3 separate regions of the Mus musculus genome follow, and regions 2 and 3 are each linked to region 1. A link is a contact called in public ChIA-PET and HiChIP or PLAC-seq data. All regions are on one chromosome and are shown on one strand. Each heading gives the region's core, a stretch centred on a gene start, on an enhancer-like site or on the middle of the called end of the contact. The rest is flanking DNA. Distances are from core to core; before and after follow the strand shown.

Region 1 (2,562 bases), core at 29-2,528:
ACCACGGGCCCACCTGTTCCTGATTTGCATCCCTTGTCCTTAAAGGCCTAGAGATCACTGGTTCTTTATTGTAGACCCACATACAAAAGGCCCAGACAGTTGATGGGCTCCCTAAAGGAACTCAGCCCGGGGTGTCCCTGGCCCACTGCTTCCGGAGTGTTCACACATTTTGGCAGAGCCCAAGTCTCAGCTGGCACACCTGAAGTAGTCCCAGGAGACGTTGGTGTTCCCTGTTTCCACTATATGGACCTGGGCAGAAAGTCTCTGTTCTGGTTTATTTTGCACCGCAAAGACTTGTGGAAAATCCCAGCCTGGTGCAATTCCCCACCCCACTCCACCCCATCCCTGGGGGGGGGGGTCGGAAATAGAAGGAATGTCCAAAGTCAACATGTCACCGAGGGACAGAGGGCCATGCGGGGTGGTACAAGTGAAGGCTCGGCCCTGGCATGCTCAGGCCCTGCCCCGGAGGTAGACTATGAGGTGAGGGGTCAGGAAAGATGGTCCCTCGACACAGGCATCCGACCATCGCTGTGGCCTTAGCAGGCTAGGCAGAGCAAACTCGAGGCAGGTCCTTACAGTCCTAGAACTAGCACCCTGACGATCGAGAGGGTGGCGTTCTGTTTTTCATAGGCAGGTGACAGCAGCAGAGACACAGCCACGGGTTTCCCCCTTATCACTGCTGCAGACGACCGTGTGGTCACCGTGTGGTGACGTAGCTGTCTGCCTGATGCTAGCTTCCAACCAGGAGGCGGTGACTCTTCTCCCGCCCACCCCAAGGCACGCAGGAGACAGCCCGGAGGCGTTGGAAGTTGGAGGATGGTGTGGGAGGCAGGAGAGTCCCGGAGAGCGGAATGCCAGCCTTCTCCACCCGAGGAGTGGTGCCAGCCAGACGCGGGCTCTGCACAGCGGGGCGACGGCAGCAAGCTAGACCGCCCGGCGCCTCTGCCTACCTGCTGTGCTGGCCCCAGACCCGTGGGCCACCACTTGCGCTAGAGACAGGTCAAGCACGACTTTGCCCGGAAGCAGCGGCCACCACCACCCCCCGCAGTGCGGACGCCGCGCGAAACCGGGCCAGACGCCCACAGGTGCCCGCTGACGTGCCGGGCCCAGAGAGGGCGGCGCCGGCCAAGGTCACACAGCAGCCGGGGCAGGAGGTGCTGAGAGCTTACCAAGGCGTCGGGGGAACCGGGGGAGCCCGGGCGCAGGTCGCCGTTGAGCTCATACTCCTCAGTGCCCGACTCCATGGTGCGGCCGCCCGGGCCGCCCAGCACACGGCCTGAGCGCACCCGCGCCTCCGCCACGGGCTACGGCTGTGCGCCCGCCCCCGGCCCGCCCCCGGCCCGCCCCCGACACGCCCCCCGCGCGCGGCCGCCCCCGGACTCCGCCTCCACCCGGGGCGGGCCGGGGCCTAGACGCCAGCTGCTGGAATCGCGCCTGAGCAGGATAGCACTTCTCCAGCGGCCTTGATGTCCCCAATTCTCAGGCTCCTTCACGATGGCTAGGGCAAGCAGCCCAGCGCCTGTCCTCGCGATGACATCGGGGGTCCCCAGGGACCCTGTCTCAAAGTTGTTGATCAAACGGGCCCCCCTCTGAACTTTGAACATAAGCACTTGATCTGTTTAAAAGTGAGGCCAAGGGCGAGGCACATGCTGCCCCGTGCTGAGGTTTTTTCCTTGGGGAGGACACGCCCTGAGGCTGTAAGTCCCTTCAGGGTAACTCAACACAGGAAAAGGGTGTCAACGGTTACTCCAGGTTTCCACTTTAGAGCCCTCAGCTGTTCTGCCTGGAGAATAGAACATATGAGGGAGAGCCTCTTGCTCTGGGTCTAGCTTGCAGCCAGCACCCCACTGTGCAGAGCCTGCGTGTGGCTGGCACTGGTGGAGAAGGCTGGCATTCCGCTCTCCGGGACTCTCCTGCCTCCCACACCACCCTCCAAGAGAGACCAGGGACCAGAGGGAAGCACAACAGCTTTAGTGTCCAGAAGAAGCTGACATCATAGCCCTGACATCTATACTCCAAGGGTATGACGTGTTGGTTGGCTACTGCAGTTCGTGGCCCAATGGACCTTTGTGCCCCAGTACCATGTCTTTTCCTGGCCTAGGAAGCTAGATGGAGTGTGATGGGGTGCTGTCGTCCGAGGAGACACACTAGATGCAGGAGTAAAAGCCAGTTGCTGTGCCTTCTTCCTTCCCACCCTGGCCTCACTCTCAGGCCCCATGCTTTGCCTGGCCTCAGGGGTGCCACACTCCTCTCCTGGTATCTCCTAGAGTCTCAGAAGGAATAAGGACGATGAGACTCTTAGGGAGATTACAAGCTGGGGCTCAGAACTACCGTTCCTTGATGGAGTGGTTCACCTTCTCTTTATGACCCTTCTTGCCAGCTTGTGTCTTAGCATAAGGCTGGAGTTTGCTAAAGGCCAAGTGAACCTGCGGACCCTCTGTCCCCTGTCTCACATCCAGAAGGAAGAGGATTAGAAATAAGAAATGGAGCCAGCCTGGTGGTAGAGGTGGTGGCACAAGCCTTTAATCCCAGCACTTGGAGGCAGAGACAGGTGTATGTCTG
Region 2 (2,562 bases), core at 44-2,543, 400 kb after region 1:
GGGAGGAAGCAGGCCCACTGCGTGAGACATTGTGCTGGTTAAATTAAACACATGGAAGGGCCATCCAAGCTCGGGGGAGGGGCGGGACGTCTTTCCCAGAGAAGTGAGAAACTATAGCCCAGAGTTTATGACTTAGGTGGAGAAACCCAAACACCTAAGTAGGGTAGATGTGGGCGAGAAAACCCATCTGTCTGTATGCGATGGGTCTGCTGTGTTAGGAAAGGCTGAGCAGATAATGGCTTCCTTCAAAGAAGCCAGAAAGGACAGCTGTGTGGGTTTGAGGCTGGGGCCAGGTAACACTGGCCCTGAGCAACATGGGAGGGAGAGGTGAGCCCTGTAGTACAGGCTTCAGGAAGTTCTTGAAAGAGCTCCCCACCATCACAGAGGTGGTGGCCAAAACCAAGTCTTCAGAGTCAATTCCACAGCACCTAGTTCACACCTCAATTGTGTTTTGGCAACACTAGGGATGGAGCCCAGGACTTAGCCTGTGCATAGAAAAGCATTCTACCCTTGAACTATGGTTCACTTAGCACAAGGAAGTTGATTTTTTTTTTAACACTTCTGCCCATGTCCCTGCCTCCTTTCTGAGCTCAAGCCCATTTTGAAAGTCATGTCCAACAGGGAAAGACCATGGTCTGTGCCAGCCAAAAGCTGGCACGAAAGCCTTGTGCCTCTTCTCTCCCATGGGCAGACTGTATACAACTATCTACTCCCTGTCCCCCACACCAGCATCTTCCAGAGGCTTGATCGTCAAGTCCTCCCTTCCACCTTGGTCAGCTGGGCCCTTTCCCTCCCTGATTTTGTGTGGCAAGATTGCATCCTCCAAGAAGCCTTTCCAGGTTCTCCAGGCTGAGCCCTTGGTGTCACAGGGTTGACCTGTTGTTTGGTTGTTAGATTTTCCTAGAAAGCCATGTTCTGTTCCCGACTCCATTGGGGTTTCCTCTGAGGCAGGAACCTCTATCTCCTGGGGCTTTCATTCGCTGGTGCTGGGCAGGAGGTCTGCATCCAATCTCAGAGGCCTACCTGTGTTTGGAAATCCAAGCCCGAGAGGTGGGGTGGGCCCTGCAGTTGGGGAGGGTTCTGAGCTGATTCGTTAAAAGGTTTTATGAAAGCACGCTAAATAGACCGTGCAATTGCGAGAATAAGTTCTTCTCTGGTGGAAATTACTCAGCCATTTGGTTCTTATTTTGGCGAACGTGGTTCGGCCCTTTTGAACGCACTTGATACGCCTCGGCTGCCAGAGCAACAGGAAGATATGCTTTGAATTCCCTGTAAACCCCGTGTAAACACCAGGCTTACGGGTAATTGCAACAGAACCCGGCTCCACCCCGCAGCCTCTGCATGCCACCCCTCCCGACTACTGCCTAGGCCTGCAGCCCGCGGCTCCGCCCCTGGGCTTCAAGGTCTAACACATGCCCAGACAGAGGCTGGGCTCCCAGAAGGGCTTCCTCCTGGCAACAGGGAGCTGGTAGCTTCTTAGCCGGCCGGCCTTGGTGCGCTTCATAGTCACTACATCTCTGGATTCCTGCCCTGGCTTTAGCAGAGAGGCTGTGGCCTCTGGACCGCTCTGCCCTGCCCACTTCCCCCAAGCCTGTGTGTTCTGGCGCCCTGAGCTCACAGGACATCACCAGCTCTGACTTTTGGTGGACGTGGAAGCCTTACAGTGGTCTGGCTTTCAGGGTTGTGGCTCACATCGAATCTGGAGGGGGCCTTCTTGCTTTCTAACCTTCCTGCCTCTTGTCAGGCTCAACTGGAGCATCCCTCAAAGGCCAAGCTGGAGCGCAGCATAGATCTGGGGCTGAGCAGCACTGGCCCCAGCAGCAGTGTGAGAGAGGACTGTAGTTTGGGTCCCAGGCAGCCGCTTAAGTGCTGGGTGGATGTAGCAGCCCACCTGCAAGCCCAGCACTCAGGAGGAAGAGACGGGAGAGCTCAGAAGCGACTAGGCTAAGTTCGCCAAATTCTCAAGCTCTGGGTTCAAGTGAGAGACCCTGCCTTAATATGTAAGGTGGGGGGCAATTGAGTAAGGTATCCAATGACAACCTCTGGACTCCACATACCTACACACACACACACACACACACACACACACACACACACACACACAGAAGAACCCACACATGATCATGCCTCCACACACATGAACCCACACATGATCATGCCTCCACACACATGAGTATACACATGATCATGCACACCCCACACACAAAGAGTGACTGAGAGAGATAAAGAAGAGATGATTATTTGAGAACTCCCTCCTTTCTGATGGGATTGATGCTCTTCTTACGGACTCAGCTCACTGACTTGTCTGTCTCCTGACATTTGAGACTCCAGTGTTTCCACCTCTGGAGGATGAAGCCTTGGGAGCAGAGACCAACCCTTGCAGGCTCAGGTGTTGCTGGTGCCTTCATCCTTACCTCCCAGCCTCCAGAACCATGAGAAACCAATCTCTGATCTTAATAACTGGTCCAGCCTCTGGCATTTTGTTTAGCAACCTTAGTGAGCTAAGCCCCAGATCTTGCCAATGGGCGTGTGGGGCTCCTCCCATTCTGCACTCCGTTTCTT
Region 3 (2,562 bases), core at 23-2,522, 260 kb after region 1:
AGACCTGAGTGCCATCCCCAGATCTCAACACAGTGGAAGCAAAGAACCACCTCCCCCAACTTTCCCTCAAACTTCACACCATGGCACACATGTAACAAAATAAGCCAAAAATTGTTTTGTTTCTTTTTGTTTGTTTTTATTTTTCAAGACAAGGTTTTTTTGTGTAGTTCTGACTGTCCTGGAATTTGATCAATAGACCAGGCTGGCATTGAATCCAGATATCCACTTGCCCCTGCCTCCTGGGTGTTGAGATTAAAAGCATGCACCACCACCAACCAGCTAAATAAAAATGCTTATTTAGCTGACACTTCTGGAAACTCAAGGCTGTGGCACTGGGCTCAGCTCAGCTCTAGTGAGGACGTCATAGCACATGGGACCACAGTGGCAGTTCTGTGCTGTGACAGAGAGCATACTCTGAGACTGGAAGTGAGAGACAGATGGGTCCACAAGCCCATCGATGGGCCTTTAGTGGCTCCCACTGTGCTCCAGGGCTTGAAGATTTCACCCATCCATCACCTTCAGTAGCACCAAACTGAGGACCAAGTGTCCACCACATGAAACCACAGTACCTGGGTCAGGAAGCAGCAGCTGCAGTCTGAGTAGTTACCGGAGATTGTGTGAACAACACAGCACTCACAGGGCATCCAGGAACAGGAAGTGAGGTGAAAAGCAGTATCTGCTTTTTATATCTGAGTTTCTAAAGAGTTTGAAAAGGAAATTGTGTGGAAAATGTACTGATTTTTCTTTTTTCCTCTATCATTCCCCCAAATAATGCAGTATAGCAACTCTTTGCATAGCATTTGCCTTGCAGTTATTTAGTCTTTGCTGTTCTTAGTCTTTCTCTGTAGGTGTACAGGAGGGGGCATACAGGCTCTGTGGATAGATTCTATGCACAGATTCTCTGTGTGTAGGTTCTATACATTATACAGAAAGGACTTGGACAGTGGTATCCCCTGGGATTTCTGGGATAACAGTTACCAGGATATCCTTACAATACTTTGGGAATACTGACTGTACACATGACATTGTACATTGATCAAGGCTAGTGGCATGTCTTGGCATCTTATGTAAACAAGGTGAATTCTAAATTAAGTTAGAATGTCTGTGAAGTACATTCATGTTTTCAGTCATTAAATGATATTTAAGTGTTTGTGGATAGACGGATAGACTTGGCTGAGATTTCAGTTCCATTTTGTGTAATAATCTTTTCAAAGGGCAGCACCTTGAACTTATGAGGGCTCTCTCTCTGGGCCTGATCTGATTAAAAACAAACAAAACAAACACAAAAACCCTTACCCTTTCAGGACTAATATCCTGGGGCCAAGCTTCCAATGTCAGACTTTGCAGAGATGTCAGAAGCTGAACCAGAAAACTAACGAAACAAAAAACTTCCCTTTGACAACCATTCCTCACCTCATTCTTGGTTGGTTTGTTTGTTTGTTTTGTTTTGATTTTTGTTTTTTGTTTTTTTGTTTTTCGAGACAGGCCTTCTCTGTGCAGGCCTGGCTGTCCTGGAACTCACTCTGTAGACCAGTCTGGCCTCGAACTCAGAGATCCGCCTGCCTCTGCCTCCCGAGTGCTGGGATTAAAGGCGTGTGCCACCACGCCTGGCTCTCATTCTTGTTTTTCTTCTGCTTTGAGGTGCTAGAGAATCAGTCCCAGAGCCCAAGTATTCTAGGCAAGCATTCAGCAGTGAACTCTAGTGGTTTGGGTATTGTTGGAGAATGAGAAAAGAATGTGTTCAGGTAATGTCTTTGTCCGGCCTAGAGATTTTTAAAGTAAGCATATAGGTTATTGAGAAGGCTTGGCTGATAAAGGTAAAGGCCCTGCTGATGCAGCTGCCTTCCCGAGTTGGATTCCCCAGAACTTGTATAATGGGAGAGGAGAACTGACTGACTGTAGGAAGTTATCTGTCAGCTTCCACACATTCGCAGTGCTGTGTGTTGGCATACAGTGGTTTGTGTCCCTGCACACTGCCAGTTATAGCTTGTTGTGAGTTACCACTCTGAACACAAGTATGAGAAAGACTTGAGTTCTCACAATTTGTGGCTTAAAGTGGTAATGCAAGCCCTAATGCCCTACTAGTTATATGAACATTGGCGAGTGCTCAGGGACATTCCAAAGCTGCATGAGTGAAGCTAGGGTCCTTATTATCTCAGCTACCTTTCTGCTACTGTGGAGAGACACCATGGCTAAGTGTCTTTTAAGTTCCAGAGGATGAGACCATGACCATTGTGGCAGGGAGTAAGGCAGCAGGCAGGCTGGGCACTGAAGCAATTGTACACATCTGATCCAGAAGTGGGAGGCAGAGTGCTACTATGGAATGGCATTGACTTGAGAAGCTTGCTTCAATAACACACCTTCTCCAGTAAGGCCATACCTAATCCTTCCACCAACTGGGGATTAAGTATTCACATGTTTGAGCCTGGGGATGGGGTGAGGGGAGGGGGAGGGAGAGGGGCTATGATTCTCATTCAAACACCACATTTAAGTAAATGAACTATACACTCTTGGTCAGAGGGTTAAAATTGTCAAAGCTACTCTTGAGATGACTCAGCAGGC

Evidence for each region. ChIA-PET counts read pairs in DNA pulled down with a chosen protein or histone mark. HiChIP or PLAC-seq counts read pairs in DNA pulled down with a chosen protein or histone mark.
Region 2: an H3K27ac HiChIP or PLAC-seq map of embryonic stem cells shows a contact between it and region 1, with 2.3 times the contacts expected there. The contact joins the enhancer-like site here to the promoter of Ninj1 in region 1. A contact is called at or near these places in 5 of 39 promoter capture datasets (cranial neural crest, embryonic stem cells, frontonasal cranial neural crest and 2 more), 1 of 15 datasets of contacts at CTCF or cohesin (embryonic stem cells), 3 of 484 Hi-C or Micro-C datasets (adipose-derived mesenchymal stem cells, cerebellum and cerebral cortex) and 7 of 115 datasets of contacts at active chromatin or transcription factors (bone marrow-derived macrophages, embryonic stem cells, extraembryonic endoderm stem cells and 2 more).
Region 3: an RNA polymerase II ChIA-PET map of memory CD8 T cells shows a contact between it and region 1, with 62 read pairs. The contact joins the enhancer-like site here to the promoter of Ninj1 in region 1. A contact is called at or near these places in 1 of 39 promoter capture datasets (cranial neural crest), 3 of 484 Hi-C or Micro-C datasets (the G1E-ER4 cell line, liver and olfactory sensory neurons) and 3 of 115 datasets of contacts at active chromatin or transcription factors (memory CD8 T cells, oligodendrocyte precursor cells and pancreatic cancer cells).

Annotation. Positions count from the first base shown.
Region 1 is chr13:49,186,245-49,188,806 of GRCm38.p6, reverse strand. It overlaps Ninj1 (ninjurin 1), which reads right to left and starts at 1,278. Exons shown (of 4, transcript NM_013610.3): 1 at 1,170-1,278. The coding sequence starts at 1,244.
Region 2 is chr13:48,781,767-48,784,328 of GRCm38.p6, reverse strand. No RefSeq gene overlaps it. Among named protein-coding and RNA genes, the nearest start is that of Gm36784, 75 kb to the right of the region's middle. Within about 2 kb of position 1,293, at least 92 of the 459 cell types and tissues checked have an H3K27ac peak or open chromatin away from gene starts, as enhancers often do. A contact at or near this core is called in adipose-derived mesenchymal stem cells, where this site is marked.
Region 3 is chr13:48,927,806-48,930,367 of GRCm38.p6, reverse strand. All of the region lies in intron 5 of Fam120a (family with sequence similarity 120, member A), which reads left to right. Among named protein-coding and RNA genes, the nearest start is that of Fam120a, 39 kb to the left of the region's middle. Within about 2 kb of position 1,272, at least 36 of the 459 cell types and tissues checked have an H3K27ac peak or open chromatin away from gene starts, as enhancers often do. A contact at or near this core is called in liver and memory CD8 T cells, where this site is marked.